Linked DNA regions of Triticum aestivum: region 2 is linked to region 1. The links are chromatin contacts, called in public Hi-C maps. All regions are on one chromosome and are shown on one strand. The core of a region is the stretch at or near the end of the contact, and the rest is flanking DNA. Distances in the headings are between cores, read along the strand shown.

The links. A called contact is a pair of places that touch in the nucleus more often than the background predicts.
Region 2: a contact with region 1 is called in a Hi-C map of leaf, with 6 times the contacts expected there. The contact joins the promoter of LOC123147503 here to the promoter of LOC123147501 in region 1. A contact is called at or near these places in 2 of 5 Hi-C or Micro-C datasets (both in leaf).

What each region holds. Positions count from the first base shown.
Region 1 is chr7A:452,110,442-452,116,275 of IWGSC CS RefSeq v2.1, reverse strand. LOC123147501 (protein STICHEL-like 2) reads left to right here and starts at 2,662. Exons shown (of 6, transcript XM_044566771.1): 1 at 2,662-3,015; 2 at 3,654-4,839; 3 at 4,947-5,163; 4 at 5,351-5,545; 5 at 5,689-5,834. The coding sequence starts at 3,712.
Region 2 is chr7A:452,450,189-452,456,022 of IWGSC CS RefSeq v2.1, reverse strand. It overlaps LOC123147503 (succinate dehydrogenase [ubiquinone] iron-sulfur subunit 1, mitochondrial), which reads right to left and starts at 2,300. Exons shown (of 2, transcript XM_044566775.1): 1 at 1,520-2,300. The coding sequence starts at 2,193.

The DNA.
Region 1 (5,834 bases), core at 1,413-3,912:
GCAACGCCGCAAGCCGCAACAGTTCCGGTAGCATTTGGTCGGTCAGTCCCCTAGAAAGGTCCGAGAGCCAAGTTTCTGCCTGCAGCGCCTCATGGATCGTTCTGTTTTTTCTTGCTGAGATCTTGAAAAGAGCAGGTGCAATGGTTTTGGGGCATTGTCCAAGCAACCAACGATCATGCCAAAAGTTGGCCCGTTGACCATCTCCCACTGTAACCTCAGTTGCCATGGCGATCAAAAATGACTTTTAGGGTGCAAAATACGCTTCCTCTTTCCCTGAAACGTGGCTGCCCGGTTTAAGTGGTTAAACTAGAGGTCGAGTGGTCCATGTGATTCTGAACCTCAAGTCTACCCCTCCATAAATTTTTCCCCAGAGATTCAGAACAAGGACCGGTGTCCTCCTACAAATGACAGGAAAGTACTCCATTGATGGCGCGTTTACGTCCTGACAAAATCTTGCGTCTGCTGCCTCCATGGAGATCTTCCACTGTAGCCGCAGCATTGCTATACTCCCTCCATTTCAAAATATAATGCGTCCGCGTTTTCCGAGGTCTAACTTTGACCATAAATTTAACCAATGAGACTAACTGCGGCGGGAGAAAAAATTATATAATTGAAAACTTCTTTCGAATGCGAATTCACCGATATAATTTTTGCTCCCGCCGCAATTGGTCTTAACAGTTAAATTTACGGTTAAAGTTGAAGCACGGGAATAGAGGAAGCACTACATTGTGAAATGGAGGGAGTACAAAGCTACGGGCACCGACCAGTGTCCAGTCAATGCAGTTCAGTAAAGATGGGTTCTCTTCTCTTGTGTCTCGAGGAAAGCTGGATTTTACCCTTGGCATTTGCCGTGTCGTGGACAGATGGATGGATGGAACGTCCTGTCTGCTCCAACAGTCACACACAGCGCAGCAGACGGCCCCCTTCTCTCTGTACTGCGGACTTTCACAGCTCGTGCATGTGCATCTTTTTCACAAACAAGATAGAGAGAAAAATGAGAGAGAGTGGTGGCATGGGGCGTGGAGATGGAAGAAAGATACGGATTCTTTTCAGCTTTTGCTGCCACATGTCCGTAGCGGAATTGCATGCAATGCATGGGATTCCATCCCAGCCCATTCCAGCAATTCTCACTGTAGAAGCGCCGCGCTTTGTCGATTATGCTTTGTCATGGTGATTCATTTTACCTAGCTTAATACTAGTGCGCTTCATCAATTCCCACTCTAGTGCCCATAAGAAAGTGCCTATATCGAGGTGAAGGAGCATGCAGTATGACGGGATATTATTAGTGTCGTGCTCAGCACTGTTGGCTCCTAGACCATAGGTTGTATGGAAGCCAAACCAAGGGCCAAACCAAAAGTGGGACCTTTTCACGGCGAGCTACACTGCCGCTGTTAGGCTCCTGTTTTTAATCACATGAGCGTACTGTAGTGATCTAGCATGATTAAGAATACAGGCCGGCTAAGCTTCATAGTATATGTTTCAAAGAAAAAGATAAGCATGAGGAACTGTCTGATTTGGGAATGCTTATCCTGTAGATTCGGGCATGATGGTGCGATCGTATCTTAATGGGTGGGGTAATCTCATCTCATGATTAAAAGCCAACATTTGTTTCAGCAGCGCAGCGAGCAGAGTCGAGACTACTACTACTACTGTAGCTCATCACCAGCTCCCTTGCCTAATCACTAGCGGTAGTAATGAAACGGTGATTAGAAAATGAGTAAACACGATCGCCGCACCCAACTAACCTTGGTCCCCCCGTGGTGTCGTATCCCCGTTAAAAGAAGTGAGATAAATAATGCCACGAACATGTGCTCCGGAGAAAAGAAGGTCCCAGACATCCATTCCATCCTCCTCTCCTCTCCTGGCACAAGAAACAAATGCTCAAGGTGGGTGCTGCATAGTAGCATACAAAACAGAGAACAGTGCAACCATCACAGTTTCCGTAACATGGGTAGGCTCCAAATTATCAGATGATAAACAAATCAAGTAGTACTACGCCAAAGATAATTTCGTCCTACAAAAAAAAAATCAGACGACGATGAAATGTCCTCGGGTGGCAAAAAAGACAATCTTGTGCTATCATAGTATTTCCGTCTGAAACACATAATTTCCTCTTGATTGATCTCCACAAATCTTCAGAATTGTACTCCGAATTCGGCAACCATCCGTGCGTGCGTGTAGTTGGACAAAACCCGGGGGATGACGAAATGTCCTCTGACAGGGACAATTTCGTGCTGTCAAACAAACAAATTAGGTCCATAATTTTTTTTTAGGAAAACCGGCGTTTCAAACGGCACTACTGTGATTGCCGTTTGACGTGCAATTTACGCAGGAAATAAAAACGAGGCCATGCCAGGAAAGCCAAATTTTGCTTTTGGGCGAAACAGAGTTATTCTGGCAGTAAAGGATGAGCAAAGGACGAGCAGAGCACAGCACAAGAAGCGGTGGGGTCACGAGCCCCCGGCATCAGCAACAGTAAATCTGACGCCACCCCCTCGGCCACACCGTCGCTCACGCTCCACTCGGTCGCCGACGCGTGGGCCAGGGTCCAACCTGTCATGGACTCGGCGCACGGCCAACACTGCCCCGTCCGTTACGATTCGGCCGTGACATCCTCTCGCCAAAAGATGAGCATGCCCCTGCTCTTCACAGGTATCTACGGCTGTAGAGCCACCGACGGGCGATGGCACGCCGCCCGAGGCGCGGCCAGGCCTCCGATTTCCTCTACGCCAGTCTCCACCCAGGCCTCGCGGGGCTAACCATCCGTCGACTTCGGCCGTATTTACGCGCCCTGCCACTGCGCTGCCCCTCGTCTTCTTCTTGCTCCTGCGGCCCCTCCACCCCGCCTCCCCCCGCTTCGCTCGCGTCATTAATGCGGCGGCGGCGGCGGTGCTGGTAAATACCGGGAGCGGACTGGAGCGTGGCGGTGCCGGTGCCTAAAGGCTGTGCCGCTTTTCGTCTCCTCCTCGTCGTCGTCGGCGGCGGTGGACGGCTTCGGGGTGGCAGGGACGTAGGGTAAGCTTCCTTTCGGTTCGAATCCCCACCTTTCCTCTTCTGTTCGTGCTCGGTTCCCTTCTGGTTGTTCGGTTCGCGTGTCACCGAGATTCTCTGATTCTTCCTTTTCTTTTCTTTGCCTTCTTGAGGTGCATTCCTCTATGGGGAATTGCGCCCCCGTCTCTCTTTTTAATCCCCCCCCCGCTGCCAGGTTTTTCTTCCAAGAACCTCTATTCCCAGGTTGTTTTTTTCTTTCCTCTTGTTTTCTCTTCTTAGATGCATTCTGCATTCACGATTTACCATCTTCTTCTTTGCGACTTTTTTTTACCAGTGCAAGATTGATTTGCTCAAAACCGTACGCCCAATCTCTATCCTTTTCTGCTCCCAAGATTGATTACCTGCGTGGTAAATACTGTTTAGGGTAAATCGCAGCGGGAGGGAGTTTGTTTCCTAAAAAATCGCAGTCCATGGCCTGCATTTCCTGTTTATTTATTTAGAAAAAGGCCTGCATTTGCTGTCACCAAGTATCTAAAAATAGATGGAAATTTTAGATGGGGGATCTGCTTCATGTTTCAATTTTTTTTGTTACTAGCGTGCAATGCATGTGCTTTTCTTGCCACAAGTCAAAAATTGTTCCTGAACACTCGTCCGCATTGCAGGATTCAGCCGTCTGCAGTCCTACAACCAGCCTGTGGAGTTGATTGGAAGCCTTGCAAGATGATTGAGGGGAGGCGGCATTCGGTTGATATCCCGATCTCGAGGGCTCTGGTCGCCGTCATGAGGTCCAGATCTCTGAGGGACCCAGACACCAACTCGCTGGCCAAGTTCTCGGCCAAGAAGACCATCTGGGAGGGGTGTTCCCTCGAGGAAGATGACGTGGAGGCAAGCAATTACGGCAGACACAGCTTCAGCTACAACATGTATGATCATGTCCAGAGGAGGAGGGAGGAGTTTGGCGGCCGCCTCGCCAACTCTCCGATCAACATAATCAAGGCCAACGCGCGGGTGAAGGCGGCGCTTCATAACCAGAACTGCTGCTCTGCGATCCCTGGGATGTCGAGAGCTGCCAAGGACAGGGCTTTCTCTCTGGTGATTGAAGGGGAAGAGCTCGGTCGGAGTGAGCCCCAGGAAGGCGCGAGAAGCTTGCTCCAGAAGTACCGGCCAAAGTCCTTCTCTGAGCTGGCTGGACAGGATGTTGTTGCACAGTCTCTTTCAAATGCCGTTTCTCAAGGAAAGCTTGCTCCAATCTATCTCCTCCATGGTCCGCATGGCATTGGCAAGACATCCGCGGCTAGGGTATTTGCAGCGGCGCTGAATTGCCTCTCTCCAGGTGGGAACCAGCCCTGTGGGCACTGCGAGGAATGCGTGGCCATATTCTCAGGAAACAGCAGCAGTGTGGTAGAGGTTGATGCTTCCAAACTGGATTGCAAATCTAGAGTTGCTGTCTTGCTCAGGAATGCCTGTGAAGTTCCTGCTTCTTCACACTTCAAGGTACTTATTGTAGATGATTGCCAACATATGGATAAGGAGGGCTGGTACTCCATCTACAGTAGCCTTGAAGGGATCCCTGCAAGCTCAATATTTGTCATGATAACATCCGACATTGATAAACTACCAAGCAACTCCGCTGGATGGTGCCAGAGCTATAGGTTTTGCAAGATAGACGATGCAGAGATTGTCCGCCGATTGAGCAAGATTTGCACAAAAGAAGGAATGGAGTTCGAAGCCGAAGCGCTGGAGCTTCTTGCTCGCAAGGCAAGTGGTTCCATTCGGGATGCAGTTCAAATGCTTGACCAACTAACTCTGCTCGGAAAAAGGATCAGCAAATCAGTGACATACGACCTAGTAAGTTGATTTACTCAAGCTCTCTAACTTCATATATATCATCAGAAAATATGTTTTCTTTTTTTCTTCTTTCGACCTATAAATAACCTCCAATTATATTTTGGCAGATAGGTGATGTCTCAGATGAAGAGTTGCTTGATCTTCTTAATCTGTCTATGTCATCAGATGCTGCTACCATTGTCCGGAGGGCTAGGGAGCTTTTGAGTTCAAAGGTCGATCCCATGCAGCTATTGGCTCAGCTTGCAAATCTTATCATGGATATTTTAGCTGCGAAGCACCCCTCAGATTCTTCAGAAGTTAGGAAAGTTACTGGCAAAAATACATGTACGTCCACTTCCCTTCCTGGGCAAACTTTAAAGTTGTGTGAGCTACATGAGACATAGCGGCACACAAATCTGCGATTTTGTTGACGATTTATAGCACTATCCCTATGTGTGTGTATAAGCTTACAGTGTAGTACATGGATCTATTATTTCCATATCCATCTAACCCTATTTGTGCAACTTCTCAGCTGCTGAGGTGGACGTGCACAAACTTAGGAATGCGCTGGAAATACTTTCTGAAACCGAAAAGCAATTGAAAACCACAAAGAACCAGTCCACTTGGCTCACCGCCGCTCTGTTACAGTTCAATATGAGAGAGCCTTACTGCCTAGAAGCCCTAGATGATACTGCAGTTTCAAGCATGTTCACAGAGAGTCAAACAGGTACCCCGTATTCTCCGTCTGAAAAAGGCATGCTGCATTAATGCCGAATATCTCAAATTGTTCCCTATATCAAATATCATTATGAAACAAATCTCTGATTACAGGTGTCTATTTTTCTGATAATCATGCTATTAATTGTGCAGACGACGGGGCTGCTGCCCTGAAAGATGAAAGCTTAGAGACCAGTTCTCATCTGTGCTACCAGAACAAACTCGGATGTCTGGATATGAATTTAGGAGATCCAGATGTACTGGAGACGATATGGATGAAGGCTCTTGAAAACTGCACA
Region 2 (5,834 bases), core at 1,051-3,550, 340 kb before region 1:
TTCATAAATGCTGAATAGCATAAAAAACAGTACATTACACTGCTTCAACTAAATAAAGAGAGAACCATGCCGTTTGTTGGCAAAAAAAGCTTGACAGATAGTTTCAGGAATCAAACACTGAAAGAGGGCAACCTTATTTTGCTGGACTACTGAAGAGCTAGTTCTTTCTTCTACCCAGCTGTTAACATCTACCAAGACGCTTTCTTAACACCCATCAGTTCACCCTTGTTTGCCAAGGTGCGGAACACGATACGAGACATGCGGAATTTCTGGTAGACACCACGAGAGCGGCCCGTGAAAATACAGCGGTTTCTAAGACGTGTCATGTTACTATTTCTTGGCAGCTTGGACAACTTATAGCGAAACTTATCCCGCATATCTGATGGAAGTTCAGGGTCCCTACAGACAGCCTTATAAAGCTTTCCTCTCAGCTCATATTTTGCTGCAAGAATTCTACGTTTGTGATCCCGCAAGTTTCTCTTCTCTGAGACTGAGACCCCATGGTATCCTCGAGCTTGGACGTGCATGAACATGCTGGGTTTTGGTTTCATTACCGCCCCCCACAGCGGAAGCATGCTGGGTTTCGGTTTCATTAGCGTCCCCCACAGCGGAAGCCTAAAAAGGGTGAACGGGTGAACGTGTCATGGACTTAACAACATCCTAAAGCTTACAGCAAAAGGCATTAAATATATTAGACAATTATCATTTTAATCTTGGTAGAACATAACCATAATTTTCTGGTAAAGGGAAACTAGCATGCTCTATACTGAAAGAGAGGCCACCACAAATAAAAGTAACTTCAAAATCAAGGCCTCGTCAAGAATCAGACTACTTGGGGGGAGGGCTTCCAATGTCATCAAGAATCAGGTAAGGAAAAAGACTCACGACGTCATGAAGAAGCAGACTACTAAAACTACAAACTCATGATTATTTCCAGCAGTGGCATCAACTTCCAGTTCAATCAGCCAAAGACCAGATAAAAAGGAATACAAACAGTCACTCATGCCTTAAAATGTATCAGTCATTCTTTAACCAAACTGAAATTTCACACTATCCACCAAATGATCATCTACACCGCTTCACAGGGGGGCTAGCAAAAATGTAACAGATTATCATTACATAAATGGACCTAAAAATATAAACAATCACTGATACCTTAATATGTATAGGCGATCTTCAACCAAACGGGAATTTCACACTATCCAACAAACGATCATCTACACCACTTTGCCAGGGAGCTAGCAAAGAAGTAACAGATGATCATTGCATAAACGTACCAAATAATTCAGCGCCACATCAGACCAGCGAACCATTCTCCTAGATAAAACGCACTTAGTTTCTCACCAAACTACCTAAGCGAGATAGAACCACCCTACGCATCATCTCATAACCATTTCACAGCAAGCACAGCATGACACACCAACAGATCAAGCATAGATCCAAAACACAGACGCAACATACTCAAGCATATCATCACAATTCACAATATCAAGAGCTTATGAGGGAGGTGCAGGTATACCTGTTGGCATGGAGCAGTGCGGCAGGGCCGAGATACTCCTCTGGGTTCCACCAGTAGGACGGGCAGGATGTGGAGCAGCAGGCGCAGAGGATGCACTCGTACATGCCATCAAGCTTGGCGCGGTCGGCCTTGGACTGGTAGATCTCCTTCCCACCGGCCGACGGCGGGTCCTTGCGCTTGAGCCACGGCTCCACGCTCTTGTACTGGTTGTAGAAGTTGGTCATGTCGACGACGAGGTCCTTGACGACGAACATGTGGGGGAGCGGCGAGATCGTGGAGGCCCCGGCCGCCTCCGAGGAGATCTTGGTGAGGCAGGCCAGCCCGTTGTCGCCGTCGATGTTCATGGCGCAGCTGCCGCAGATGCCCTCACGGCAGCTCCGGCGGAAGGTGAGGGATGGGTCCTGCTCGTTCTTGATCTTGAGGAGCGCGTCGAGCACCATGGGGCCGCAGTCGGAGAGGTCCACCTTGTAGTCCTTGAGGTGGGGCTTGGTCGACGGGGAGTCGGGGTCCCAGCGGTAGATCGAGAAGGTCTTGGTGCTGGCGGGCTTCGACGAGGGCGGCGGCGGCGCGGGGGATGAGGAGTGGGGCTTGGAGGCGACGAGGCGGGAGGAGAGGGCCGGCGAAAGGAGGGCGCGCGCCGCCGGCGAGCGGCGGAGGAGGGCGGCGGCGGCCATCGATTTGGGGTTTCGCGTTTCTCTCTCTCTCTCTCTCTCTACTTTTTCTCCTTTATTTTTGGGAGGTTGGAGAGGGGAAGGAGGCGCGTGGTGGGCTTAGGCCCAGCTGGGTATATATATGCTCGGGCGTTGATGGGTGAATGACATGTGGGGTCAAGATGGAGGTAAAGGAATGGCGGTTCTAGGGTTGGGGTGGGTTACTGACAGGTGGGGCTCCTGAAAGCTTGGGTTGGGCCTTCTTGTGGATGGGAGGGTGGAGATGTGGACAAGCTCTGGGCCGTTTGCAAGATGACAAAGGAAAGTTGGCTAGGGAAAATGACTTCATCGTAGCGCCAAGCTTTATGGGATTTGTATAGCTTTTTCCTCCTCTCGTTTTTCAGGTCTTCTATTTAAGTTTTGACGCTGTTGTCCGTCCTCGTGTGAGAATTCGAGAATGGTCTAGGATTTGTCTAAAGCCAGCCTACGTAAAGTTTGTCCAACTATATGAAAAAAAAACATTCACAATACGAAAATCAATATGCCCAAATTGGCCCAAAATCATTTGAGCTTCCTAGGCTTGCTCGCCCAAGTCCCCAAACTCTAATGTAGACTTTTGCCGCTGGGGACTATATCACGCTTATAACAAGATATATGTCGATGTCGCCTGAAATCTAACCCCCCGCGTTTAGCCATTGGAACGACCCAGTTTTGTCTGCATTTTTTCCATTCGATCTGGTCTCGATCGAGACACTCACGTTGGCACCGCTTTCTTTGATTTTTTTTTCTCATTTTTCTATTCTTACTTCCGTATTCTTTTATTTCATCAACCGTTTTTTTTCATTTTTATTTGTTTTCAACCGATTTCCTTCATTTATTTCTCGGTTTTCATGGGTTTCTCTTTTTTCCATCTATTTTTTGTTTCTTTTCTAGGTTTTTTCTGGATTTTTGTTTTCTTTTTTTATTTTTCTTTCGTGTGCCTGTTTTTCTTCTATTTGTTGTTTTTTATTTTCTTTCTCATTTCCTTCATTTTTTGGGTTTATTGTTTCTTTCCTGGTTTCCAACGCATTTCAGCAGTTTTTTTTGTTTCTCTGTATTTATGTGTAGGTTCTCATTGTCTTTCATTCTTTTTGCACTTGTTTCTTTGTTCTCTTTTTCGTTTCTTTTTTCTTTAGTTTTTTAGTTTCCTTTTTTGGTTTCATAGTTTTTTGTTATTCTTGGTTTTTCTTTTGGTTTTCAGCCTACATTTTTAGATATCAATAACATTTTTCTAATACATGATTAACATTTTAAAGATGCATGTTCCATAATTTTTAATACATTGTCAAAAATATTCTATAGTTTTTTTTAATATTTTCAAATGCTTCATTACCATTTTTTAAATACAAAACAAACATGTTCAAAATATATGGTCAAAAAAAACTTCTATACACATTTTGACATTTTCAATGCTTGATTAACATTATTCAAAACACAAGATTAAGATTTCTTCATTACATGGTCAACATTTTCTCTATAGACATTTTAAAAAATGCAAATGCTTGATTGAAAAAATCTAAATACATGTTTAATTTATTTAAATGCGTTTTTAGTAATTTCTAAACACATGATCAACTTTTTTCCCATATTTTATATTTTTTATATACATGCTGAACATTTTCTTCATGCACATTTAACATTTTCAAGTGCTTGGTTAATATATTTTTATTGCATGGTCAACATTGTTTTGTATACACATCTTTTGTTTTTTTCAAATGCTTGATTAATAATTTTCAAATAGAAGATTTTTTATTAATATATGATCAATTTTTTTCTATGCACATTTTCAAAAGCTTGATTAACATATTTCAAATACAAGTTTGATAATTTTTTAATACATGACCAACATTTAATATACATATTTAATATTTTTAAAATACTAGATTAACTGTTTCAGATATTATTTAACATGTTTTCCATATGCTTGATTAAGAATTTTTTAAATAGATGATCAACTTTTATCACACAAACTGTATATTTTTTGTATACATTTTTCGTGTACATGAGATACATTTTCTTTATACACATTTAGCATTTTCAAATGCTTGCTTAACATTTTTTCAAATGTCTTATGTTGAGTGTTTTTTGTAATATATTTATTTAGAATATTGGAAGCATAAACAAAAGAAAAAAAGAAAGAAAAATGAAAACATAAAACATGAAAAATAGGTTGTGGCCTCCCACGGGCCTGGGCCGGCCCATTAAGTGAGGCGTGTGATGCGAGAGCATGGTAGGTCTCGCTATAAGAGAGATATAATGCCGCCCGACTTTCTCATAGACTAGTTACCCTTACCTAAAAAGGATCCACTGGTGTTCGTCATCGTCTTTATCTCTTTTTCGGGGAAAAACCTTCTAACACGCAATGGCATGTGTCGTTTAAGCATCCAACAGGTACTGATACGGGCGTGGCATCACCAATTGTTGACGCTACTGAAGCTGAGACAGTTAAGAAATCAAGTGATGGAAAAGTTGTTGAAAAGAGAACATGTACATGACAAGGTGGAGCCAAATTTCCGCACGCCTCCATACTAGCGTGGTTGGCACGATGAACATGCATGAGAATTTTTTAGACCATTGTAATAAGGTTGAGTCTAGGAATCAGTCAACTGGGATAGTCGGCTGATGTCATCTACCATCTTTTTTTAGAATCATGTCATCTACCATAAGATTTGGCCCGTTTTGTCTCCTTAGTTGCTGGGTTTTGATTTCCATCGTTATGGGCTTGAGTTGTGGGCTTTTGTTGTTTTTTCTCGAGGAAAGTATCGTTTTCCCCCCGAAATCCTCTCTGATGGATCAATTTCCCCCTCAACTCTAATACCGGATCAATCAACCCCTCAAATCTCTTAAACCGGATCAATTCCCCCCTAAAGTGGTTTTGGACTTGATTTTGAGTGGTTTTGACCCAGATCGTGCACTTCTCTCGGTTATGGCTGTGCACTTCGCGTCTTCAGTGCGCCCAGCTCGCCTCCGTGGCTGGCATGCTCGCCGCTTGCCGTCTTCATGGTCTCGACCAGGCTGCCGCAGAAGTACTCCCACTCCATGCCTACACGGACGCCGATGCTTCCCGAGAAGCCATCTGATGCCATGCTCCTGCTCAAGTCCGACTGCCCAGTGCGGGAACCGCTCTGTGTGCCTCGCACCGCACTGACCGGCGTCCCGCTTGGCCAGCGCAGGAGACGAACTGCATCAGCACCGTCGACGCGCTCATCCGGCCGCCCGTGATCACGCTCTGCTGCACTAAGCCCGCATTCTCTTCCTCCCGACGAGCGGCGACGGTGTTCGAGGCGGCAACCACGCAGGCGTCGTTCTCGATGAGCGTCTCCAGCGTGTCGGGGCTGCTGGAGGATGGCGGCAACGTGATCTCGTCGTCTTCGAGCTCCGTCGTAGGCTCTTGTGGCGGAGACGGCTCTGGGCCCCGGTGCCGACGGCGTCTCTCGCCGGTCTGCGTGGCCGCGTTCGCCCCGGCACCACTGCGCGACGGCCACATGGTACTCGCCGATGTCGAAGGAGCTCCAGTTCATCCTCTTCTCGTTCCCGGCCTAGCAGCTAGAGGTGGAGGAGGACAAGGATGAGTCAGTGGAGGCGTCGCGCGGGGAGGAGGCGGAGCCCTGGAGCGCGTACTCGAC